7 separate regions of the Mus musculus genome follow, and all the other regions are linked to region 1. Evidence: chromatin contacts called from public Hi-C, HiChIP or PLAC-seq and promoter capture Hi-C data. All regions are on one chromosome and are shown on one strand. The core of a region is the stretch at or near the end of the contact, and the rest is flanking DNA. Distances in the headings are between cores, read along the strand shown. Region 1 holds the start of Cse1l (chromosome segregation 1-like (S. cerevisiae)). Region 2 holds the start of Zfp335os (zinc finger protein 335, opposite strand). Region 3 holds the start of Elmo2 (engulfment and cell motility 2). Region 4 holds the start of Zfp334 (zinc finger protein 334). Region 5 holds the start of Dpm1 (dolichol-phosphate (beta-D) mannosyltransferase 1). Region 6 overlaps Zmynd8 (zinc finger, MYND-type containing 8). Region 7 overlaps Zmynd8 (zinc finger, MYND-type containing 8).

What was found. Promoter capture Hi-C pulls out the DNA fragments that hold promoters and counts their contacts. A called contact is a pair of places that touch in the nucleus more often than the background predicts. HiChIP or PLAC-seq counts read pairs in DNA pulled down with a chosen protein or histone mark. Capture Hi-C pulls out chosen DNA fragments and counts their contacts.
Region 2: a contact with region 1 is called in a promoter capture Hi-C map of liver, with 5 times the contacts expected there. The contact joins the promoter of Zfp335os here to the promoter of Cse1l in region 1. A contact is called at or near these places in 4 of 39 promoter capture datasets (the 3T3-L1 cell line, hippocampal neurons and liver).
Region 3: a contact with region 1 is called in a promoter capture Hi-C map of liver, with 2.4 times the contacts expected there. The contact joins the promoter of Elmo2 here to the promoter of Cse1l in region 1. A contact is called at or near these places in 1 of 39 promoter capture datasets (the 3T3-L1 cell line) and 1 of 9 other capture datasets (liver).
Region 4: a promoter capture Hi-C map of liver shows a contact between it and region 1, with 2.0 times the contacts expected there. The contact joins the promoter of Zfp334 here to the promoter of Cse1l in region 1. A contact is called at or near these places in 2 of 39 promoter capture datasets (hippocampal neurons and liver).
Region 5: a contact with region 1 is called in a Hi-C map of CD8 T cells, with 7 times the contacts expected there. The contact joins the promoter of Dpm1 here to the promoter of Cse1l in region 1.
Region 6: a promoter capture Hi-C map of liver shows a contact between it and region 1, with 2.8 times the contacts expected there. The contact joins the enhancer-like site here to the promoter of Cse1l in region 1. A contact is called at or near these places in 5 of 39 promoter capture datasets (hippocampal neurons, liver, pre-B cells and 1 more).
Region 7: a contact with region 1 is called in an H3K27ac HiChIP or PLAC-seq map of double positive thymocytes, with 3 times the contacts expected there. The contact joins the enhancer-like site here to the promoter of Cse1l in region 1. A contact is called at or near these places in 1 of 39 promoter capture datasets (liver), 1 of 484 Hi-C or Micro-C datasets (embryonic stem cells) and 2 of 115 datasets of contacts at active chromatin or transcription factors (double positive thymocytes and kidney).

The regions. Positions count from the first base shown.
Region 1 is chr2:166,904,541-166,907,894 of GRCm38.p6, reverse strand. It overlaps Cse1l (chromosome segregation 1-like (S. cerevisiae)), which reads right to left and starts at 1,799. Exons shown (of 25, transcript NM_023565.3): 1 at 1,718-1,799. It overlaps Gm31204 (a long non-coding RNA gene), which reads left to right and starts at 601. Exons shown (of 3, transcript XR_866966.3): 1 at 601-2,316.
Region 2 is chr2:164,909,706-164,913,059 of GRCm38.p6, reverse strand. Zfp335os (zinc finger protein 335, opposite strand) reads right to left here and starts at 1,627. Exons shown (of 2, transcript NR_166490.1): 1 at 1,310-1,627. Zfp335 (zinc finger protein 335) reads left to right here and starts at 1,310. Exons shown (of 28, transcript NM_199027.2): 1 at 1,310-1,543; 2 at 2,188-2,438. The coding sequence starts at 2,238.
Region 3 is chr2:165,324,675-165,328,028 of GRCm38.p6, reverse strand. Elmo2 (engulfment and cell motility 2) reads left to right here and starts at 1,550. Exons shown (of 21, transcript NM_080287.2): 1 at 1,550-1,611.
Region 4 is chr2:165,386,451-165,389,804 of GRCm38.p6, reverse strand. Zfp334 (zinc finger protein 334) reads left to right here and starts at 1,546. Exons shown (of 5, transcript NM_178411.3): 1 at 1,546-1,844; 2 at 2,817-2,879. The coding sequence starts at 2,865.
Region 5 is chr2:168,228,686-168,232,039 of GRCm38.p6, reverse strand. It overlaps Dpm1 (dolichol-phosphate (beta-D) mannosyltransferase 1), which reads left to right and starts at 1,661. Exons shown (of 9, transcript NM_010072.4): 1 at 1,661-1,847. The coding sequence starts at 1,687. Mocs3 (molybdenum cofactor synthesis 3) reads right to left here and starts at 1,418. Exons shown (of 1, transcript NM_001160330.1): 1 at 1-1,418. The coding sequence starts at 1,405. The coding sequence ends at 23. It overlaps Gm20716 (predicted gene 20716), which reads left to right and starts at 1,661. Exons shown (of 12, transcript NR_132310.1): 1 at 1,661-1,847.
Region 6 is chr2:165,823,236-165,826,589 of GRCm38.p6, reverse strand. All of the region lies in intron 11 of Zmynd8 (zinc finger, MYND-type containing 8), which reads left to right. Among named protein-coding and RNA genes, the nearest start is that of Gm11465, 56 kb to the left of the region's middle. Within about 2 kb of position 1,564, at least 53 of the 459 cell types and tissues checked have an H3K27ac peak or open chromatin away from gene starts, as enhancers often do. A contact at or near this core is called in liver, where this site is marked.
Region 7 is chr2:165,853,079-165,856,432 of GRCm38.p6, reverse strand. All of the region lies in intron 2 of Zmynd8 (zinc finger, MYND-type containing 8), which reads left to right. Among named protein-coding and RNA genes, the nearest start is that of Gm11465, 27 kb to the left of the region's middle. Within about 2 kb of position 1,627, at least 77 of the 459 cell types and tissues checked have an H3K27ac peak or open chromatin away from gene starts, as enhancers often do. A contact at or near this core is called in double positive thymocytes, where this site is marked.

The DNA.
Region 1 (3,354 bases), core at 550-3,049:
ACAAAGTCCTGCACCAGCTCTTCTTCCCACCACTTGACTTGGATTTTCCTAAGACGCCCCGAATTCCAAGTGAGTTTCTGTCCTTGAGTTTTTGTTTCTTGTTCACCTCACCTTTCCCTGGTTAGTCTCTGCTCAAACGCCACCTCTTCACCTGTCACCTCTGTCACGACCTGAAATACCTGAACTCACTCACGGACTCCTCCAATTAGAACGTGAGCTCCCTAAAGAGAGACACCTTGTCCACTTGTGATTCTTCACTATATTCCCAGGGTTTCATAGAATGAGATATTAAACAAATAAGGCAATAAATCAATTCCACAGTTAAAAGCACTGCTCTCTCAACCAATTCCTGTCTAGAGACTGGCTTCCCAAAGCCCAACTAGAACACCAAACAGCCAGAGGGGAGAAAATTCCTTTGCACAAATGGAAAAGTGAAGAAGAGTTGAGTGTGGTAGCCTACACTTGTAGAAAGATAACGCTCTAAGTCTAGCCTGGGCTATGAAAGACCCTTTATCCAAAATAAATAGATAGACAGACAGACAGATACCTTCCATGTCTTCATAAAATAACAGAGCATTCACCATGTGGCTCTCATACATGGGACCCAGCAATAAAAAGTTATCCTTAAAGATAACTCAGAGCAGATGAGAACCGTGAGAAACAAGCAGTAGTTACTACATATAAGGTCAATGCTACAGGACACATAAACGTGGGTGATGTGGCCATCGCAGTGAGAACTGAGAACTCCTCCCTAAGAAGGGAACTTGAAAGGCAGGGAGGGAGGCAGCCCCGCCAAGATCTGAGGTCAGCTGCTTCTAACATCACGAAAGCTGGGGACTTAGCATACAGGACGGGACTATGAATACTTAAAAGAGCCGGTCATGGAGGCGACAGTGCTTATGGAGAGACGAATGGCCATGGTCAGCAGTTCAGGCGAGCCCTCTGGGAAACACAGCCTGCAGTCAGCGGAACCTTCAAGCCACTTAACCGAATATGCAAGTGAAGAATCGTAAGTTTGAGGAGAGGGTAAAAATGCCATTTCAGTGGAAGAGATTGTTCAACACGTGAGGGAGCACGGTTTCCACGCCCAGCATCACCTAATTATTTAAAAACTAGGAAATTCGTAGAGAGGCAAGGACTAGCTCTGAATTACACTCCTAGGGAAAGACGGAGTGTGCGTGGGGACAGATTATCTAACTGGAAAGCCGGCGAGCCCCAGGCAGGGGAACACCATTCGCCTGTAGGTTCCTTAGGTCCTAGGGACACGAACGTCACAGCCAGCTGAAACCCGAGGGCCAAGTCCACTCTGGCGGAGGCCAAAGCCCCGCGAAGTCAGAGTGGGCGATCTCCGGCCTCTTTTAGAACCAGGGACCCAGACCGGCTCGGCCAGGTCAGGCCTCGGCGCGGAACAGCGCTCACGCTGCGGGCCCCGGCGCGCCGAGAACGGACGCGCGGGCTTGACCAATCCGCGGACGCCTACGCGGCGGCGCGACCAATCCCAGCAACGCTGGAAGGGAAGGGGCGGGAGCTCGAGAAGCTCGCGTGAGGCCGAGCCCCAAGCTGCCCCAGCTTCCCGGAGCGGTCAGGCCCGACCCAGAGGCGGCGTGCGGGGAAGACCAGGCGCGCGTCCTCGGGCTGAGGCCCAGATCCACCTCCCAGCGATCGGCCCCTCCCTCAGCCGCGTCCCCGCGGCCACCCTGCTCGCTCCATGCCTCACCTCGTGGGGACGCCGAGACCGAGGAGGGAATCCCAAGCGAGAGCTGCAGCCGACACTACCCCACTCCAGCCGCTGCTCCGCCTCACATTCAAACCCTGGCAAAATGGCGCGGCGGCTAAGGTGGCGGCCACTGCGCATGTGCGAGTGAGACCGGGACGCGGGGTGGAGCCAGGAATGCTTTGGCCCCACCCCGGCTGCGAGGGCCAATCGGAACCATTGCTCGGGTCTGCGGTGACGTCACAAGAGACCGTGCCTTTTGACGCAGGCTTCTGTTTTGGGTTTCTTTCCTCAGACCCTAGCAGGTTCTGCGAGTGGCTCCTAGTGGCTTCTAACTGTTGGATGGAACGTGCTCGTTCACGCCTGAGCGAAGGGACAGAGCAGAGCGTCTGTTCTAGGACAAATAGAATAAACGAATGAGTAAGAATTTCAAGCTAGGGGATAGCACGCTTGGTTAAGCAAGTGATAGCTGCGCAAGGAAGAAGACGGGAGTTCGAATCCCCAGCACCCACATAAAAGCCAGCCTGACTACAATTCCGTACCTGGGGAGGCAGACACAGGAAGATCGCTGGGGCTTACTGGCCGGCCTGTCTAGCTAATTGGTGAGCTTCTGTTTCCATAAGAGATCCAGCCTTGAAAACTAAGAGAGCAATGGATGAAGACACCCACATTCATTCACTCACACACACATGATTTCAGAAGCTGAAGGCGATGGCTCATGCTTGTTACCACTTGGCACTTGGGAGGCAGAAGCAAGACAATCGCCATTTATTTAAGCCCAGCATGGTCTACACAGAGGCCAGGCATAGCTACACAGTGAGATCCTTTCTCAAAAAAAAATTTTTTTTTTCAGACGACGATGTAGTTGGTGGCAACTTAAAGGTAACTGGGATGTTCATTTGACCCTTGAACAAGAGAAATCTTATCTTTTCAAAAGCCAGGAGACAGTTGTGTGACTGTACGCCTCGCAAGCAAAGAAAGGTGAAGGTCTAGAAGCAGGTTTTTGATCAAGACTGAAGCCTAGTGTTCTGTAGTAAGACCGGGCTGAAGAAGCCAGCTTAGCTTGCCTTCTCTGTTCCTCTCTGCTACAAGCTTACCCCACTTTACTGCACTGATATGTGTTCCTTCCTGTCTCTGGGTCCAGGAGTAGCTGGCTCACTTTGCGTTTTAGCCAGTAAAGGACAGGCTGCCTAGCTTGCCATGAATTCCAGGTCACAAACACTCATTTTCATAATCGATACTTCATGGGAACGCTTACCCTCAAAAGCATGCATTGTTTATGTAAGGTTCTCATTAAACTGTTTTTTTTTTTAAGATTTATTTATTTGTTATATGTAAGTACACTGTAGCTGTCTTCAGACACTCCAGAAGAGGGCATCAGATTTCATTACGGATGGTTGTGAGCCACCATGTGGTTGCTGGGATTTGAACTCAGGACCTTCAGAAGAGCAGCCGGTGCTCTTAACCACTGAGCCATCTCGCCAGCCCTAAACTGGGTTTTCTGTATCTTACCTGGTTGGCTTGACTTCATTCTATCATCCTGAGTTAATTTATGTAACAGGAGGGGTGCGTGGGTGCCATGGTAGCTGTGTGAGGTCAGGTCTCACCAGCTTGTGGGTCCCAGGGATTGAACCCTGGCC
Region 2 (3,354 bases), core at 378-2,877, 2.0 Mb after region 1:
AACTCACTCAGTAGATCAGGCTGGCCTCGAACTCAGAAATCCGCCTGCCTCTGCCTCCCAAGTGCTGGGATTAAAGGAGTGTGCCATCACCGCCCCGCTTTTTTTTTTTTTTTTTTTTTTTTTAGTACACGGTTTTTGTGTCCTGAAACTAACTCTGTAGACCAGGCTGGCTTTGAACTCACAGAGATCCACCCGTTTCTGCCTTTCCATTTCTGGGTTTAAAGGTGTGTGCCACCACTCCCTGGCTCTTTCCATTTCCTTTTCTTTCTCTCTTTTTTTTTTCTTTTCTTCTTCTCTTCTCTTTTCTGTTTTGAGATATGGTCTCGCTATGTAGACCTGGCTGTTCCGGAACTATGTAGAGCAGACTGGCCTCAAACTCACAGAAATCCGCCTGCCTCTGCCTCCCAAGTGTTAGGACTCAAAGGCGTGCAGCACCAGGGCCCGGCTTTAAGCATGTATTTATTGTTATGTCTGTAAGTGCACACATGACACTAAGAGCGCGTGGAGGTGGGTGGACAGCCTGGAAGAGACGGTTCTCTCCTTTTACCATGTGGTTTCTGGGAAAAACTTACTACATAGCTCCAGCTGGTCTATGTAAGTCAAGTGAGGTTAGCCTGCCTCTCCGGAGTGCTAGATTAAAAGCATGAGCCACCACCACACTGGGCCCAAGGACTGTAGACTTCTAAAAATACCTAACACTGCCTGCGTGCGTGCATGCGCGTCTATGAGCGCGTGTGTATGCTAGGAATAGGACGCAGGGCCTCGTGTTTGCCACTGAGCTAATTCCCCAACTTCTAAACACACCTACACTGATCAGAGGACAGCTGGGTGTCTGGCCCTCCAGTCCTAGTAAGAAATACAGCTGCGAAGTGCACCGTGGCCTAAGCATTAACTCTTCTTCAAACATCCCTGACCTCTGCCATTACCCGATCCCCCAAGTCGCCTTAGTTGTGATTCCTGACCAGCCTTTCCTGTCCTCAAACCTCGGTTTTGCCATCTGTACTACGGCACAGCAAGCCCAACCCGGGAGAACCCGATCTGGCTCGAGTGGAGCTTTAAGCTACAGGTGAAAAACCAGGAAAATGACTGACGTTCCCTCCCCTCTGGACACCTCTAAACCATCCCAGGTCGCGACGGTTCTCTAAGCGACCCCTGGAGGTGTGGCTAGACGCTGGGGGCCACACCCACGAGAGCCGGGCGCCTCCGCCGCGCCTTGTCCGGCGAGTCCGGGCTGGGACCTGCGTGACGTCATGCCACTTCCCGTGTAGCCCTCCGCCACACGAAAAAGTAGTCCCCGTACCCAGCTGACCTCAGCCCTAACACCGGGCAGCATGTGACTTCTAGAGTCCTCCTGGACCCGACGACGGCTCTGAGTCCTCCGAGAGGCCTTCTGAAACCCCGCAGATCTCTCTCTCCCGGGGGGACGGCGGCGGAAGTAGTTCCGGTTCGAGGGCGGCCGATGGGTTCCTCCGCGACGGGGGTGAGAGGATGGCGACCTCGTCGATGCCGGAGTCGGAGAGCGACACAGCAGCCAGAGGCTCAGGTTAGCGGCAGCCGGAGGCGGGCTGCCCCTCCGCACACTGCCGTGCACCGGGGCCCTGCCGCGAGGCTGCCGGGTGGCGGACTCCCGGGCCGGCGGGGCTGTCCGAACAGGGCCCCGGGGTCCCAGGCCCTTTAGCCGCTCTCGCATTTGCCTGAGCGGAAACCCAGCGCCGCCACAAGATGGCGCCGGGCCTGGAGCTCAGGCAGCGCCGGGGACAGCCCCGAGACACCAGGCCCCGCGACCGTCGCTGTCAGCCCCCTCCGCAGGGGAGTCCGGGGAGGGGGAGTGAACCACTGACCCCGGGGGCCTGCGGGCTGTACCACCGGCTCCTCATCCGAGGGGACACGGGGGCCGGAGCGCCGGGCCGCTGTGTCCGCCCAGGGTCGATTCATGCCTCTGGGAGGAGCAAGGAGCCGTGATCACCCACCGGGACCACCCTTCTTCCCAAAGGGTCCTAGCCTGAGAGGCCAGGCGTCCCTATTCTTTTCTGGAAGGTTCCCTTTCCAGGAAACCCCGTCCCATCTAGTCCGATGCTCAGTCTTTGCATCTGCAGAATGGGCACACCGGTGCATCTGGGTGGGTTCTGCTTGGCCGGGCCCGAAAGGTGGACCACTTGTTGCAACCATGGTCGTATCGCCCAGCAGAGTGAAAGCCTCAAACCCCGCGCTTCGCTGTCAGTCGGTCCCCAGAACCAATGGAGGAGAACGAGGTGGAGAGCAGTAGCGACGCGGCCCCTCGGCCCGGCCAGCCTGAGGAGCCTTCTGAGAGCGGCCTGGGTGTGTGCACCTCGGAAGCTGTGTCCGCGGACAGCAGCGACGCTGCGACCGTCCCAGGATTAACGGAGGCTGACGACTCTGGCGTCGGGCAGAGCTCGGACGGTGGCAACCACTCTGTGGTATGGATCAGTGTGGATGGTGTGGGCAGGGGGACCGTCAGCAAAGCCTACTTGTAGAAAATAACTGTTTTTGAGGCAGACGCCAAGCCATGCCATGCCAAACTGCTGTGGTCGGTTTTGACAAGTCCCATGGCTAAGAGACATACTTAAACCACTTGTTTCCAGAATCTTCAGAAAGGGAAACTGAGGCAGAGCGTGCTTGCTATCGACAGAGCCAGAATTATCCATGGTCTTACCCAGAGCCCTCAGGCTCCATGAGCCCGGTTCAAATGTTGATCCATCTCAGTTATCTTAGTCTTCCCATCTGTCAAATGGAACGGGAGGGCCGGGTTCTATGGGTGCTAGGCTGTAAGGGGAAACTGAGCCATGTTTTCCTGACCCATTACTTTGTGATTTGAGCAGGTTACCCAGGTTCTAGCCCTCATCTTCTCTGTTAAGTGAAAATTAGAAACATAGTCATCTCTGGTAGCTTCATAAGTAATTTTGCGAGATGGGGATTGTATCTGGACTCCACTTGATGGAGATATGAAGTAGTGGCCCTGGGTGTGCAGTTTAGGGTTTCATTATGTCAGCAGAAGTGGGCCTACCCTGGGGGTCTAACTTATGCTATATTACAGGGTTACTGCTAGGGACAGGACAGGTGTGGTCCAGGTCCTTGCAGAGAACACAGATTGGTGTGGAAAATGTTGAGGTGCGGGGGTGGGCTGGGATTGTGCTGAGGAACTGGGTCCATAGAGGAAAGCTTCTCTTCTCAGAGAGTAGACCCAACCTGTTGTCATTCCAGTGTGGTGAGGTGACTGGTCTCTGAAGGGAAGTGTGCAGGAGCAGAAAGGTCCTGAGTAAGGTCCAGCTTGCCCTCTAGAGGGGGCAGTGCCTAAATGGCTGTGAGAAAGCTGGGTAGTGATCATGGAAGAGA
Region 3 (3,354 bases), core at 301-2,800, 1.6 Mb after region 1:
ACATCCATGTTCTGAAGGTGACATCAAGGCCCTCGCTGGCTCCCCAAGTTGGACTGACTGAATGGAATACTCTTTGGTTTGTCATTGGTGCCTTAGGGGGAGGGGAAATGGGGACACATCTGTTTAAACGTCCCTGCAAACACCCTGTTTCAAAATAGGCAGCAAACAAAGAAATAAACAACCCACCACAAAGAGGATGCTCACAAGACTACGGAGGACAATAAGAGATAATAATGTGAATCTGATAGGGTCGTATGAGGCTCCCACAGAGCAGCAAAGGACCTGGGGTCCAGAATGGTGCTGCAGACAAGGGTGGCTACCCTATGTTCCAGCGTAAAGCTATTTTGGAACACGGCCATATGCTTTATCCTGGGTGGCTTTCGATAAAACAAAGACAGAGACTGGCTGGAAGCAGGCAGTATGTGAACCTATTGGAAGTGTGACTGGCCGGCCCCTGCACAGGCCTTATTAGCACTGTGATTGTGGGAGGGGAGCTTTGCTTCCTGGGCACCATCCTGTTCACCAGCTGATAAGAATCCGCTTCAATTCAATTCAATTGCAGGAGTCAATGTAACTGTGCCTGTAAAACTGCTTCAAAGACAGTAAAAGGTAGCCATTATTTCCATCTCTCTGCTGAGCGGCCAGCCGAGTCTCTACAGAATGGATAACAAAATGTCTGTCTTCTGGCATTGTCCTAAGGATCTGCTAAGAGAAATGATTAAAAAAAACAAAATTTGGAGTTAAACAGGGAGATAGCGTCTTGCTGTATAGTCACCGGTTGTATAGTTAGTTGGTCCCATAAGACCCCTAGTCTTTTCTTCTGCAACTGGGGATCGCATACTAGCCCTCCCTACCAGCCTGCTGTGAGCTTTAAGGGAGATGGCAGGAGTGAGTCCTTGGCGCTGTGCCCGGCCTTGTTAGATCCGCAGGTGCGGTGACGAACGCCACCTCCCACGGATCCCTACCAACAGCACAGCTGAGCTGTACCCCTCTGCCTCTGCTCAGCGCCCACGGTCAGCCCTGGGTGCCGGTATAATTAGCTCCATCTCCGTAGTGAGCAGCCGCGGCTGCTCATAGCCTCTGACACGACTGTCACCTCCCACTCAGTTCCCTAAATCAGCTATTCCCATCGTTGAGTCGGATCAGGTGAGCATCACCAGAGGATAGCTTGCTCCTTACAACAATGGGTCTCAAGGACCCAGAGCGCGCCCCCTCCCCGCCCCTCCAACCTCCTTCACCCGGAGGCTGTGTACAGAAATAAAAGAGAAAAAAAGTTTGGGTGGGGAGCAGCCTCTAGTGTCTGCTGGGAAATCACGTTCCTTTAGACCCAATAGCCTGCAGAAGAATGGTAGTCTGTCTCTTTAAGAGGCCTCCGCGGAGGGGAGGGGCCAGCCGGCGTCGCTCCAGCCCGCGCCCTCAGTTAGGCCCGCCTCCCTTTTATTGACAGACAAACAACCCAGTGAAAGCGAGACTTTTCATCTTGACAGCAAAGCGGAGCAATAGAAGCCCGGGCCGCCCTTCGCAGGGCGGGGCTTCAGGAGGGCGGGGCAGACGGGGCCAGTGGAGCGGCGGCGGGACGCGGGCGCGGAGCTGGGCCTCGGCGGGTGCCGGGTGAGTGAGGGACGCTCGGGGCTCGAGGCAGAGAGACAGAGTGTTGAGGGTTGGGAGCCGGGGACCGAGGTTGGGGTTGAGGCGGAGGGCAGCGTCTGCCCGACCTCCAAGCCCGGGCACGGTGCCGATCCGGTAATCCCCCTGCGGTCGGTACCGGCCCTCTTTCCTTCTCCACTGCCCGGCTTCGGTCCAGGCCGCTCTCATTCGCTTCTTCCCGCAGCATTGCAATGCCCGGGGTGCTCCGGTGCTGGTTTCCACCCTCCCCTTTTTCCGGGCCCTGCAGATCTGGTCCTTCGCCGCCCTCCCTAGGCTTAGGCTGCTCCCGGCCTGGTTCTGTTCCTTCTCCATCCCTCGCTCTGGCCACCCTCAGAGTCCGCCGCCCCTACGTCTAGTCTAGTAAACTTTTTTTCATCTTCCCAGTCTTCCTTCCGAAGGCTTCCGGGGTCCCGAGTTCTGACCCTGGTGCGACACTCTGAACATTCTGGTGTCCCTACACATCAGTAGCTTTCAACAGTTTGAAAGTGTTGATTGACGTCTGCCTGTCCCAGCAGGTAGGAATGCCCAGGAGGAAGAAGACCTTACCTGATGTTGCTCCATGCACCCACAGCGTCTCAGCAGGCCAGACACTATAGATGTTTACTAAATGAATGAACGAAGGGCTAGAGTTTGCCTGGGGGATGCAGCCGCAGCCCCTGACATCCCATCTGTTGTGGGTGGAAGCCACCTTTTGGAATGCTTTCTGTGTGCCGGGCACTAGGCCAACCTGGGCTCTCCAAAAGAGAAATAATGCAAGTCACATTTGTTAATTAAACTTTTCTAACAGTCACATCTCAGGAATGTAAAATATGTAAGTGGAATAATTTACTCATGCTTTAGTTAATACATTTCAGATTATAATTAGGAATTCACATAACCAATGTAAAATCACGTTAATGGAGTTGTTGACTGTTTGTGTGTGTGTGTGCTAACTTCTTGAGCTCTGGTGTGCCTCACTCTTGGGACAGCACTTCTTGCTTCTCAGAAGAAGCACGGCAGCCATTTGTCAAGTGGTCGGTCAGTAACCACATTGCTAGGGTGGCTGCCTTGGCTGTGAAGTGCTCAGTAGTGTGCAAATGTGAGGGCGTTTAGTTCGAGTTGTGGTCTTTTGAGGAGACTATCATTATTTGCATTTACAGATTAAAAATAGCAAAGATCCTAAAAGAGTTTACCTGCCCAGATTCATTCTACCGTTTGGAGCAAAAGAGACAGGGCTGGTTCAAGAAGGGGTTTCTCTGTGTAGCCCTGGCTGTCCTGGAACAATCTCTGTAGACCAAGCTGGCCTCTGATTAAGGGCATGTTCTACCATGCCCAGCTTGTCTGTTGCTCTTGAATCTTGTTATTCTTTTTATGTTTGATGCTGCTTCTAAGAGGTGCCAAGAAAGTTTGGGGTGCAGGGTATGAAGACTAGACTGCTTTTAAAAATGATGATACCAGTATTTAGCATACTCTGACACGCTCTGTGCCTAGGTCATATCTTCCTGGGTGGCTCACGAGCAAACATAGGTAAGAAATACCTGCCCTGGGTTTGGAGGTATGCACCGGTAGCCAGAGCACTGTAAAGGCTAGCTAGGGCAGAAGGATCCCTTGAATACAGGAGTTCAAAACCAGCCTGGGCAGTGGAGTGAGACTCCAGCTCAAAAAGAAAAACCCACCAGGCAAGACCTCCTCTGACCAAGTCACCGACGATCCCTTGGCTCACCCACC
Region 4 (3,354 bases), core at 297-2,796, 1.5 Mb after region 1:
ACTGGTACGGACTTTGTGGCTCTGTGTGTGCTTACAGGTATGCACTTTGTGGCTCTGCTTTATGTGAGTCTATATGCAACTGAGGCCACCCAAGAATGTAACTGCATGCAATGTTCAGGGTGGCTCACTCCCTGCATCTGAAGTCTTGACAAGGATCCCTGGAAGGGGAGGCATGGCTGGGTTTCTGGGAAATATTTGCCTTTTCTCCACATTGCCTCTCTGCTTCTTTTGGTTTCCACTTGATCTCTGGTAACTAGTTAACTAAAGTCATACACAAACTCTAGGAACACCGCAAACAAACCGGACTGCCAGGATATCAGGTTTGCTTTTTGAAGCCTGCAGTGTCCCTTCTTATGACCCCTTTATTTAAATTACATCATGGCCACGTTTGATGTGGGAGACAGTATACAAGCATTGAATCCCTGGAAGTCTGGCTCACTGAGAGCTATCTCTCAGCCTCTGCATCTCGAAGTTCCTTTTGGTATTTAAACATAACAGATAACTGTGTCAGAAACTGTCTGGCCTTCCAGTGACTAAGATATTCCATAGCTTTCCTCTTTTAAAATATATACACGGGGGCTGGTGAGATGGCTCAGTGGTTAAGAGTGCCGACCGCTCTTCCAAAGGTCCTGAGTTCAAATCCCAGCAACCACATGGTGGCTCACAACCATCCGTAACGAAATCTGATGCCGTTTTCAGGAGTGTCTGAAGACAGCTATAGTGTACAGTGTATAAATAAATAAATAAATATTTTAAAAAAATAAATAAAACAAAATATATACACGTATTCAATTTGTCCTCATGGATGAAGAGCAGTTTCTATATTACTTGGATTAAATATAATTGGTCATGTTAAAATATATTGTTAAGATGGCGCAGTGATTTATAGCAGAGGAGCAGAGTTCAATTCCCAGCACCTACATGATACCATCTTCTGGCCTTCTTAGACACGGGGTACCAAGCACAGCACGCAAGTAGTGGACAGACATACATGCAGGCAGGCAATATATCAATACATATAAAATAAAATAAAATAAAAATTGAAAATATTATACTGTTAAAATATTTTGCCATTACTTATTGTGACTTCTCCTTCTGTAAAATTGGCAGGAGAGTATGCACCTGTCAGTAAAGTCAGTAATAAACAGGATGGCGATTATTTTCTTTTAAGATATTTAGAGATGGTTTGATTCTTTGTTAGGGGGTCTCTTCTGTAATTTTGGGAAGGTCGTCGATACATTTTTATTCTGCTTACAACTGTTTGGTTATTATTTTTTTCTTAATACACTGTTGGAATTTCTTTACAGAGCTCTAATTTTTTATTCTCACACTTCTTCTTGTACTCATGGTTTTTACTCGTAAATTACTGTGATTAAAGCCCTAGCGCCTCAGAGGCTATCGGCTGGGTGGGGGCCGCAACTCCCTGTGGGAAATGTAGTCCTGGAAAGACTACAGCACCCTTTGGAGAACCGTGGGAATGGCCGCTCCGAGACTCTGCGCATGCGCGGTCTCCTAGGCTCTATGGATGCGTTTCCGTTTCGTGGGGCTCTTCCAGGCGAGGCTCGAGGGGCCTCTGTGCGCCACAATTGCCTGGGGCCTTCTGGGAGCTACAAAAGAAGCGAGGTTTCCCCTGAGCCAGAGGAATTCCGGGTGGCGACTCCGGGGCAGGATCAGAAGAACCAGCGCCTTCCTGGGGCCCGCGGAGGCTTGCGCGTGTCCAGGGGCCGGGCGAGGCTAGCGGGCGCCCCCGGGGCTGCAGGCCTCCGGGCGGGCAGCCTGGGAAGGAGAGAGGTGTGTGCGTGCAAAAAGCGGATCCCAGCAGTCCTGCGGATGCCCTTGGCCCGGTAAAGCTTCGGGGGGCTGCTTAAGGGTTGAGCTGCGATTGAGGGAATGAGCAGGTCTGATTTCATTGGCGGGTCTTTCGTTTGGGAGGGAAGGGATGCCAGCCATGGCTGAGAAAAAGGCCTCTGCATCACTTCGAACAAATGCGTGTCGTTCATTAGAGTCCCCATTCTGTTTCGCCAGAGTTGCTCAAACCCCGTCCATCACCATCCTGGAGTTTACTGGTTTCCTTTATATAGAAGAATGACCCAAGAGTATCTACAGGAAAGGGTTTTTATGAGAGTCGAACTTCTTCTCAAGTGAGGAAGGCAGCTATTTTGACCATTTAGGTAGTTTGCTAGTGCCAGAACCAAGAATTGAAATCTGGTGTGTTGATTCGAAGGCCAGGGCTTTGTCTTCTGCTACACTGAAGCAGAGGCCTCCCTCTCATGAAACTGCAGTTAAGCTTGGGGGAGGGGAGCAGAGTGATACGCATCTTAAACCCCTCACTCCCTCTGTCTGGTTTTCTGATTTCATCTGCTGAATGCATTAGTAGGAAAACAGGTAATTGATACCCAAAAAACTAGATGGTAGGTAGGTAGATAGATAGATAGATAGATAATTGATACCCAAAAAACTAGAGGGTAGATAGATAGATAGATAGATTGATTGATAGAATCTCAGAGTTGCTGGCCTGCTCTTTCAGGCTTCATATATACTAGAGCTTATTGATATGATCTAATATGAACTCTGAAGTGTTGTTTGTTTTTTAAGGAGACCTGAATAAGACAGTAGTTCAATTCACACCTTTGTTTCCTTTCACACAGTAAGAAAAGCTCTGATTAGTCCATTCAAAACTGCCCTGGGCCTTCCCTCCGCAGACGCTTTCTGTATGACGCAGGTCGAAGGGTCCTTTCCTTCCAGGGCATGTCTGTGAGTCACTGTCGAGCTGCTAGCCAGTCTGCTGATCACATTCCCTGTTCTTCCTCACCCAGCCCTTGGATCACCGGTGGTTCCTGGCCCTTTCTTGAGAACGCCTGGAAATGGACAGTACCCAGGTAAGTCACCGAGGGATTCACGTCCCACCGTTGGCAGTGGCTGTTCATAGACCCGCAGCGAGTACATCTGGATGTGGTAGACGTGTATAAAAAGGCAGCGCCAGGGAAAGTAAGGGAAGCAGATCAGTACCAGAGAAGTGAACCCCAATAAACAGAAGGCATTGCCAGATGTGCTGGAGCACGCCTTTAATCCCAGCGCTTGGGAGGCAGAGGCAGATGGATCTCTGAGTGAGAAGCCAGCCTGGTCTGCATAGAGAGTTCCAGGACAGCCAGGGCTACACAAAGAACCCTGTCTTGAAAAAAACAATAAACAAACGGATAAATAATAAACAGAAATTATTCACCCCGGTAGGCTTGTTTAGGTTGTATGACAAAGACCCAAGTAGTAGGAAGTAGGCTGTTACCATGGTTTTTCATCATTTATTTATAAACATGTTCTTAGAGAATCTATGAGCAGATGATGCGAAATCACCTT
Region 5 (3,354 bases), core at 412-2,911, 1.3 Mb before region 1:
ACACGAATCACATGCTGTCCTCTCAGTACTGTGGAAATGTCCCATCAATTTTGGCGGCCCAGGCCATGAGTCCCCCCACGATGTCCTGAACAGTTAAAGAGTCTAACTCCGGCACTGCCGTTAAGGACTGCAGGACCTTCACAGCTTTCTGGGAGTCGTTTCCCAGTTTGCAAATCACATACACCGGGAGAGCAACCCCTTCCTGCGACTCCTGCTTCCCTTTCCGGAGGGCAGCCCCTAAGAGTTTCAGGCTGTCCGCATCCCTGCGTTCCAACTGACTCAAAGGGATGTGGAGAGAGTGCGGCAGGCGACAGATGTCCACCTCTACTTGAGGCCGGACGTCCAGCAACACATGGGGCGCCCCGGAATCCAGAAGCCGCTTGTAGTCGGTCACAGAAATCCGCTCCTCGGGGCACAGCAGCTTCAGGGCGCGGCACTTGTCGGTGGCCGAGGAGCCGCAGAAGGCCTCGTAGTCCTGCAGGCGGGTCACGGTGGGCTGCTGCCCGCACACGACGCAGTCAGGCCGGCGGCGCCGCAGCCGGATCCGGCGGAAGTGGCCCCCGAGGCCGTCGAAGAGCAGCATGCTGCCGCTGTAGGAGGAGCCGAGGCCGGCGGCGATCTTGAGCACCTCGAGGGCCTGCGCGCAGCCTAGCACGCCGGGCACCGCTCCGAGCACGCCGCCGTCTGCACAGTTGGTCACTGTCTCCGGCGGGGGCGGCCGCGGGAACACGCAGCGGTAGCACGGCCCGCCGTCGTGGTGGTAGACGGTCATCTGGCCCTCGAAGCGCAGCGCGCTGGCCGACACTAGCGGCCGGCCGGCCAGCACGCACGCGTCGTTCACCAGGTAGCGCGTGGGCACGTTGTCGCAGCAGTCTGCCACCACGTCGTAGCCGCGGACCAGGTCGAGCGCCCAGTCCTCGGCGAGCGCGCGCGGGTACGCCACGCACTCCACCGCCGAGTTGAGACGGCGCAGCGCCGCGGCCGCCGAGCGAGCCTTGCTCTCGCCGGCCTGCGCCTCCCCGTGCAGGACCTGGCGGGCCAGGTTGCTCGTCTCCACCACGTCGTGGTCCACCAGCCCCAGCCTGCCTACGCCGGCCGCCGCCAGGTACTGCGCCAGCGGGCAGCCCAGCCCGCCGCAGCCCACCACGAGCACCGCCGCCGCCGCCAGGCGCAGCTGCCCGCGCACGCCCAGCTCCGGCAGCAGTAGCTGGCGGCTGTAGCGGAGGATCTCGTCCCGCGACAGCGCGGCCCGGGGCGCCAGCGGCGGCGGCGGGACCCGGAGCGGACGCTCGGGCTCCGGCTCGGCTGTCAGGGCCGCGGCCAGCCTCCGCTTGAGCGAAGCTAGCTCTTCCTCCCGCCGGGTGATTTCAGCCTGTAAGGCAGCTACGTCCTCCGGGGCAGCCATGACAGCCTCTTCCGGAAAGAGCCGGGAAGGGACTTCCGTTTCCGGTTGCCTGTCTCTTAGCGACTGGAAAACGAAGACGCTTCCTGGCCCTTGAAAGTGAAACGAATGGGTTTTTATCCGGGGAAGCCGTCACGATTGGCTTGAAACGGTCACCATATCTGGAAGTTTCCCGGGGACCACACTGGGACGTCGGAGCGCCGAGCCTCCCCCATGCTCCGAGATTTGGTACGGCCCGTGTCGGATGACGTAAGTCCGCTTCCGGCGCCTCTCGCAGAGCCGTCATGGCTTCCACGGGGGCGAGTCGCAGTCTTGCTGCGTCTCCGCGGCCGCCGCAGGGCCGCTCCTCGCGACAGGACAAGTACTCGGTGCTGTTGCCCACCTACAACGAACGGGAGAACCTGCCGCTCATCGTGTGGCTGCTGGTGAAGAGCTTCTCCGAGAGGTAGAAGGGGCTTCTCGCGCGGGGGCCGGGAGCCGGCCGCGGGCTGCAGGTCGGCGGTTGGCTGCGCGAGGAGACCCCCGGAGGCCCGGTCTCCGCTCCCTCCCGAGCCTGCTCGCGGCTTTCCCCAGCGGGGAGAACCGAGGAGCACAGCCCCGCGTCTTTCTCCTTCCTGCTCAGGTCTCTAGCGAGTCCGGTGTCTATCTGTTGACAGATCGCGCTGGCCTGCGTCCCCGGCCTGTTCTCTCTAAAGGGCTAACTTAACTTCTTTTTGACTTCGGGGCGAGGAGGTATGACCTCATACCTCTGGGCGGTCAGGATCCGCCGCCGGAGCCGGGAGTCCCGAGCCAGCGTTCTCCCCATCGCCTTGGGGCCGAGCGCTTACGTAAGCTTGTTGTTTGCGCTGTCAGAGAACTGCTGATGAGCTGGCAGGGAGCGAGCATCTTCGCCGAGTTTGATTAGGAACCCGGGCTTATTTGTGTGTTGTTTTGAAAAACACGGGGCCTTTCGCTTTGTTAGGCAGAGCCCTAGCTCTTAGGAACAAGAATTTTGATAGTGAAAGTGTTACGCATTTAAGAAAAAAAAAAAAAGGTCTCCGAACTAAACAGTAAATAAAATGCCTCCTGATGGCAGTGGCAGGACGGAGTCAGTACTTTACGGCCAGATGAGTGTCATGCTGTGATGATCATGGGCGATCTTTTACTGTCAACCTACAGAACGGGATTTTGCAGGAGTAGGATGGCGTAGCAGTGCGCTGTTTTAGACAGTGCGTCAGAAGAACACAGATTGTTTCCAGAGCTTTTTGTTTGTTGGTTGGCTTTTGCTTCTCAAACGACAATGAGGACGCTGTGCCCATATTTTCTAATAGCAAGAAAAAAATACTTGATCCCAAGCTATGCACTACAAGGGATACGTTTGCAAACGAGTTGTACCAAGTCCGAGGGCAGCTAGGGCTATATTAGCAGCCTCTGTCTCAGAAAAACAAAATACTTGGTACATAGTTCCTCTTTCTAGAAAGCACAACCTTACCGTACTGATTTGTAAAAGCCTTAGTCTGCATGGTTTGATTGGTTGAGGCAAGGTCAAAACTATGTAGCCCTGACTGGCCTGGAATTCAGATGCTGGTCTCTGCCTTCCAGGTGCTGAGATTAAAGGCGTGCACCACCACCACCACCACCCGGTTTAGGATTGCTGTTTTGGTTGCATCTGAATAAAAATCAGTTTCTATATGGTGGCCCTGTGATGTGTGGTGCGAGCATCCTTTTTCTTTATGTTTTATTTTTATTTTTTTAAGATTTATTTATTTTGTGTGAGCACACTGTAGTTCTCTTCAGACACACCAGAAGAGGACACCAGATCCCATTACAAATGGCTGTGAGCCACCATGTGGTTGCTGGGAATTGAACGCAGGACCTCTAGAAGAGCAGTTAGTGCTCTGAGCCATCTCTCCAGCCCAGGTTTTATCTTTAAATTGGCTCTGCCAGATTTTTCCAGATGTTTTAATGAGCTC
Region 6 (3,354 bases), core at 315-2,814, 1.1 Mb after region 1:
GAAGTTCTCTAAGTGCATGCTTTAAGCACTATTGAGTTGGGCTGGGGAGACAGCTCAGTGGTTGAGAGCACTGGTTGCTCTTGCACGGGAGCTGGCTTCAATTCCCGTCACCCACACAGCTCCTCGCCATCTGTAACTCCATTTCCAGGGGATTTGATGTCCTCATCTGACCTTCTTGGGCACCAGGCATACACATGGTGCGCAGACGTAGATGCAAGCAAAACACTCATACAGGGAAAAAAAAGAGAAAAAGAACTATTGAATTTTTTTGTGTCCCAACCCCAATGTTCTATACCCTTCTTAAACAGCAGGCCACACAGGGACAGGGAACAGATTGGGCCCTGGGTTCAGCATTGCCAGCTCTCACTATAGTCCACAAAGTCCAGAAAGGACTGTCACTTGGCAAATCCTCCCAGCCCAGCCCTGAGGCCTGGCCTGTTTCCTCCTGCTGCTCCCTCCCGCCCTCTGCTGTTAGCATTGATGACAGCTGCTAGTCAGCCCAGGGTGAGGAGGCTGTCCATACTCAGACACCTCCACAGGCAGGGATAGCACAGTTGGGATCAGGCTGGGGTCCCTCCGGAATGTTAGAAAACTTCATCATGCTGTAAAATAGAAAGACCACACAAGCAGCTTCCAGAATCCAGAGTGGCCCTTTATTGTATACGTATGTGAGTGTGTGCATACGTGTGTGAGTGTGTGCATACGTGAGCGAGCATGTGCAAGTGTGAGAATTTAGACCCTTATTTCCCTCCCTCCTTTTCCTTTCCTTCTCTCTCCCTCCCTCTCTTTCTAACAGGGTCTCACTGTCCTTAAACCAATAGAGAGCTGCCGGCCTGTCTCCCTGGTGCTGGGGTTAAAGGTGTGTAGTCTGTGCGCATGTGTGTTCGGGCACACGTGTGCATTCATATGAAGGTCAGAAGACAGTTTACAGAGGTCAGGACTCTGCTTCTTCCGTGTGTGTTCCAGGGGACTGAACGCAGGCCATCAAGTTCATGGCTGGTGCCTTACCCGCTGGACCATTTCCCTGGCCCCAAGACCGTCCTTTTCTTTAGACTACTCAGTAGTAGCTCATCCTGGGTCTGTTGTCCCTACGAGCAGATTCAACTCCCTAAGCAGCTGCCTGTCCCGCAGGGGGCCTGGCCTGTAGCTGCCACAGCCCTGGACCCCTGCCCCCACATATGGACCACTTGGGCAGGCGGGTTTCATCAGCCTTCGGCCTTTGCTAACTCTTTCCTAGAGACCCCATTGAGAATGCTAATGTGTAGTATGGCACCGGCCTGAGCCTACAGACCCCTCTGAGCTAATGGCGCTTTGGTCTTGGCTTCCCGCTATGGGGCTGCTGTCAGGGAGGCAGGAGAGTGTTTTCACAGACTCCGCTTTACTGTGAAATCAATAGTTGTCATAAAATGGCTGTCCATGACAAATACTAAGTCACTAACGAACCCTCCCTCCCATGGCCAGCTCTCCTGAGGAATTGCATGGCGTGCTATTAAACCTCAGGCACTTACCCACAGTCACGGAGGGAGTGGACTGTGATTGACAGGTGATAGGGTCAAGGGACAGCAGAGAACCTGTTGTGGCCTTGACCTGCTCTGAGCTTTCTGCTCACGTGCACTGGTGTCGTGCTTCTCTGGGTGGCATTCACACTTTGTGTGTGTGTGTGTGTGTGTGTGTGTGTGTGTGTGTGTACGTACACGCTCCAGCACTTGTGTGCAGGTCAGAGGACATCTTGCCGTTGTCAGTTTTCACCATGTTCGTCTCAGGCTTTAAACTCGGGTCATCAGGCTTGCTGGCAAGTGCCTTTAGCAGCTGAGCCACCTTGGTGGCCCCAGGTGACCCTTGATTAGCACTACTGGTCTGTTTTGTTAAAGTCCCCCAAGGCCTGAACTACTGTGGTATGGTATGGGGCTTTTTGTTATTTGGCTCTGACACAGTGTGGTCCAATTGCTGCTACAGGGAAGCCCCAAATATACATACACACACAGACATGTGCCAACTGTCCAGCCTTTATGTATTGGCTTATTGTGTGTGTCCCTGTCCTCTATCTAGTATGCTTCTGTTGTGATGAAACACCATTACATACACACACACACACACACACACACACAGAGCAAACAATGGCCTTGCCCTTGGTTTTTTTTTTTTTTTTTTCTTCAGGAGTGGAGTCCTCTGGGCTTGGGCTGTGTGCAGCTTCTGTTTGCAATTCACTCTTTTTTGTTTGTTTGTTTGTTTTTTGAGACAGCAACGGGGAGGTCTCACTCTAGCCCTGACTGGCCTAGAACACACCATAAAGACCAGACCGGCTTTAAAAATAATTAAAGATTTATTTGTGTTTGCTTTTATGCGTCTGAGTGTTTTGCCTGCACCCATGCATGCTTTTTTGCCTGCAGAGGCCAGAGCAAGGCATCAGGATGCCCTGGCACTGGAGTTACTGATGGTTGTGAGCCACCACGTGGGTGCTGGGAAGCAAGCCCAGGTCCTCTGTAAGAGTGACAAGTGCTGTTTACTGCTGAGCTGTCTCTACAATCCCTTAGGCAAGATTTGAACTCACAGAGATCTGTGTCTGCCACCAGAGTGCTGGGATTAAAGGTGTGTGCCACATCTGACCTATTTTTTCCCCCACTATACTTTGATTCATCTGTGCCTGTATATGCATGCATTGTGCAAATTTGTCATTGACATGTAAGGTGGTCAGAGAACAAACCTATGAGAACCAGTCCTCCCTTCCATCATGTGGGTCCCAGAAATGGAAGACATCTCTGGTCCTAAGACTTGGTGGCAAGCACCTTCATTCACTGAGCCATATAGCTGGCCCACCTTTTTAATTTTGAACTTGACTTTCAAGGAAACATGGTGCGCTGGTTGACTTTTTGTGTGGTGACACCTTTGCTTTCTGTGTTTGGGATCCTGTCACCTTTCATGTCTGACCTCCTCATCACATCTCTAAAGGCCCAAGTGGAGCCCTGTTTCAACCTCCTTGTTTATGTGACTGACTGCGCAGCTAGAGAAGCCTTGGTTTTTATCCCCGGGGAAAGTCCGTTCCCCGAATCGTCTTTAACTATCACAAACAGCAGTGAATGAATTATTTAAAATGTTCTTGTAGTAGTGATTCTACGGAAAGATGCCTCATTTGGGGCTTGACGTCTCAATAAAGTACTTGTCTTAGGAACCTGGGGACCTGATTTGCTGCCCGGGAGCCATGTAAGAATTGGAGGCGTGAGGCATGGGGGTGTGTGTTTGCGACCCCAGTGCTGGGCAGGAGGCAACTGGGTCCCTCGGGCTTCCTACCAGCTAGCCTAGCCTGCTCTGGGGGTAGCTCCAGACGAATGAGAGGCCTTGGCTCAAAACTGAAAC
Region 7 (3,354 bases), core at 378-2,877, 1.1 Mb after region 1:
CGTATCCTGGCCCTAATTCTTGGTTATAGCTGTATCGTGTTGGAAATACATTTGAAGTAGTTTGAACAGGTCTTTGCTTATAGCTGCGTTATCTGAAGTGAACTGTCCCTTAAGTCAAAGGACACGCAGGAAGTGCTGAGCCTGATCATTTCTGATGGTTCCTAAGACACAGGCTCTGGAAGGATTACATCACACTCTTAGCTCTTAATACCCAGGAGGCCTCTTACTAACTTCAGGGAAATGTCACCAAGAGGAGAAGCTTCTGTTGCCTGCCCCAGTCCAGGCTGTGTTCCTGAGTCACTGTGCCATCTCCTCCACAAAGCAGGCCTGCTCCCTCACCCAAGTTAACACAGTCAGAGTCAGACTCATTTTGAGGGGGTGGATTGGAGGCAGGAAGTTGGTGAAGGGCCAGCAAATGGTGTCCTGCTAGTCCAGAGAAGGTGGAAGAGGAAAAAAAAAAGTACTTCTTGGATGCAAGGTGAACCATTCATTCCTCTGTGAGACAGCTGGTGGTGGCTGTTTGTCATCATCCCACATTTATACATGAGACGCGCTTAGCAATGTACCCTCCTCAGAATCAGATCATTAGAGAAGTAAAAGTCTGACTCAGCTTTCTGGAAGCGGTCCTTATGGTGATTTCATTACCATGACGACAGCTGGGTTTCTTCCCATCAGTGTACAGTACAGTCACCGGATGTTGGGTTCCTGATGGATCAGGGAGGTGTTTAAGCCACAGGGCCATAGGGCTCCCAGTGGGACAGGGAGGCGTTTAGGCAGTAGGGCTGACCTGCCCTTTAGTATTCTGAAAACGATAATTCCAGCCGCAGCTCCTAAGATGCTACCGGTGTTTAGCTTGGATACAGCAGTTAGACTTCCATAAGCTCTGGGGGCAGTCCTTGTGCTCGTAGCGGCAGATAGAGTTGAGGTGATCTGAGACAAGTTCTATGTAGCCCCCTGATGCTTTGTGCTATGTAGACCAAGGTAGTCTGGAACTCACAGAGGAAAGATTCAGACTGTCAAGGTCTAGGCTTGGCTCTGAGGCTGTACCGCTCTGGTCCACAGTGCCCCATCCCCTTCCTGATGGGCTGGTCCTTCGTGTCACCGTCCTTAGGGGTCTTACATAATGGAATTGAGTTTGAGAACCGAAGTACTTCCAAAGCCAGCTAAGAAATCTTGAGACAACCTAGAAACAGACCCTTGTCTCCCATGGGGGAATCTTCTCTAAACCTAACCACTAGCCTGGAGTTTGTAAGTACAGCAAATATTTGCCTGGTCAGTTCCTGGTTTGGACTGGCCAGAGTATTGTTTCTTTTGAGACGTGCTCATGTGAACCCCAGGCCACCTGCAGTTTGTTTGTTTGTTTTGGTTTTTTTCGAGACAGGGTTTCTCTGTATAGCCCTGGCTGTCCTGGAACTCACTTTGTAGACCAGGCTGGCCTTGAACTCAGAAATCCGCCTGTCTCTGCCTCCCAAGTGCTGGGATTAAAGGCGTGTGCCACCACCACCCTGCCAGGTCACCTGCAGTAAGTACTTAGGCTCTGACATGGGCAGAGTTGATGGGTTGTATTAGCTGCACGGAGAACAAACCCCCAGCTCCTTCCAGAGGCCTTGCGGCCCACAGCAGCCCAGCCCCCACTTTATCTGCCTGTGACATCACTCAGGGGCCCCGCCCTCCTTTACTCGTTATTGCCTTTTGCCTGCACCTGCTGCCTTTCATGCGCAATTGAGCCTTCTAAATCCCTTTCATTTCCCTTACTTTGATAAAGTCACACTGTCTGTAGTACACCAGGGTATATGCTGATATATAATCCCTTCTGCAGGCCCGCCTCCTGAGACGCCCACCTGCTCCCCCAGGAACCTGGCTGGACTTTGGGGTCCCCCCTGGAGTATTCCAGGTGTTTATATGCAGGATCGCATCCTTTTGGGGATGGGGCGTGTCGCCTCCTGGAGGCGCTAGACGTGTTGTTTTGTAACTGGACCCAGGCTGGAGATTGCCATACAGGAGTCCCTGGAGAGATACTGTCCCTCTTGGTGCTGGGGGATGGGACCGGGAGCCTTGTGCCTGCTGGGCAAGTGCTCTGCCACCAAATGGCACCCTCTGTATTACCTCATCACTCTTTCAGTGCGGGAGGGGTGGAGAGTGTGTGGCACTCTGTTAACTAGCCTGACCTGGAACTCACAGCAATCCATCTGCCTCAGCCTCCGAAGTGCTGGGGTTACAAGTGCCCGTGAATACAGATGTCTTTCTTACCCATGATTTGTGTGTTTGTGTGTGTGTATGTGTATGTGTGTGTGTGTGTGTGTGTGTGTGTGTGTGTGTGTGTGAGAGAGAGAGAGAGAGAGAGAGAGAGAGAGAGAGAGAGAGAGAGAGCGCCTGGATGTCAGTTATCTCCCCCTTGTTTGCCATGCATACAGCAGTCTACCTGGCCCATAAGCTTCCGGAGAGTCTCTTGTCCACCTCACATCTCGCTAAAGGAGTGCAGGGATTACAGATTCAGGCAACCATGGCTAACTTTACACGATGTCTGGGCTCGGGTCCTTTCGCTTGCACAGAAGCACATAACGGATCTATCCTTGAACTAACCACTACGTTCTTCATCTTGAGACAGGGTTTCACCGGCCCGGAATTCACTCTGTCAACCAAGCTGTTCGCAAAGTCATGGAGGTTTCTCTGTCTCTGTCTCTGTCTCCTGGCTATGTTCAGCCTTCTTCTTGATTTTTAAAATGTGTACAAGGGTTTTGCCTGTGTGTGTGTAGGTGCACCATGTGCGTGCAGAGGCTGGAAGGTGGCATTGGGTGCCCTGGAACTGGTGTTACAGATGGTTGTGAGCCACCATGTGATTGCTGTGAATTGAACCCAGGTCCCCTGGAAGAGCAGCCAGGGCTCTCAACCGCTGAGCCATCTCTGCAGTTTGCACTTAGCGTTCTTAGTGGCCAGAGAATGTTTTGTTGTATGGCTGCCACGCATTAAGCCACTCCTGTTTGTGGTCACTGAAGTTTGTGTCTAGTCATGGTGGTAAAGTGTCAAGTTGAAGCAGAGAGCACCTGCTGATACCCTCTAGGCTCCTGGTATCCTTTTCTGCTTCTCTCACTTCAGTTTCTCAGGGTGTGAGGTGCACCAGGGCATACCTTTGTCCCTAAGTTAATGAGCCCACCATCGGGCATGAACGAATTGTGGGTCTTACAGGTGAACAGGTGGATTGGTAGTGGAGTGGCAAGAGTATAAAACCAAGGGCAAATTGACCGGGGTGGGTGGGGCTTTTTAAGGAGAGAGTCAGTGCGAGTTCTTTGTTTGATGCCTTTAGACAAGGGTCTCAGACAGGGAGTGGGTGTGGCATGAGAACTTTCCTGGGGG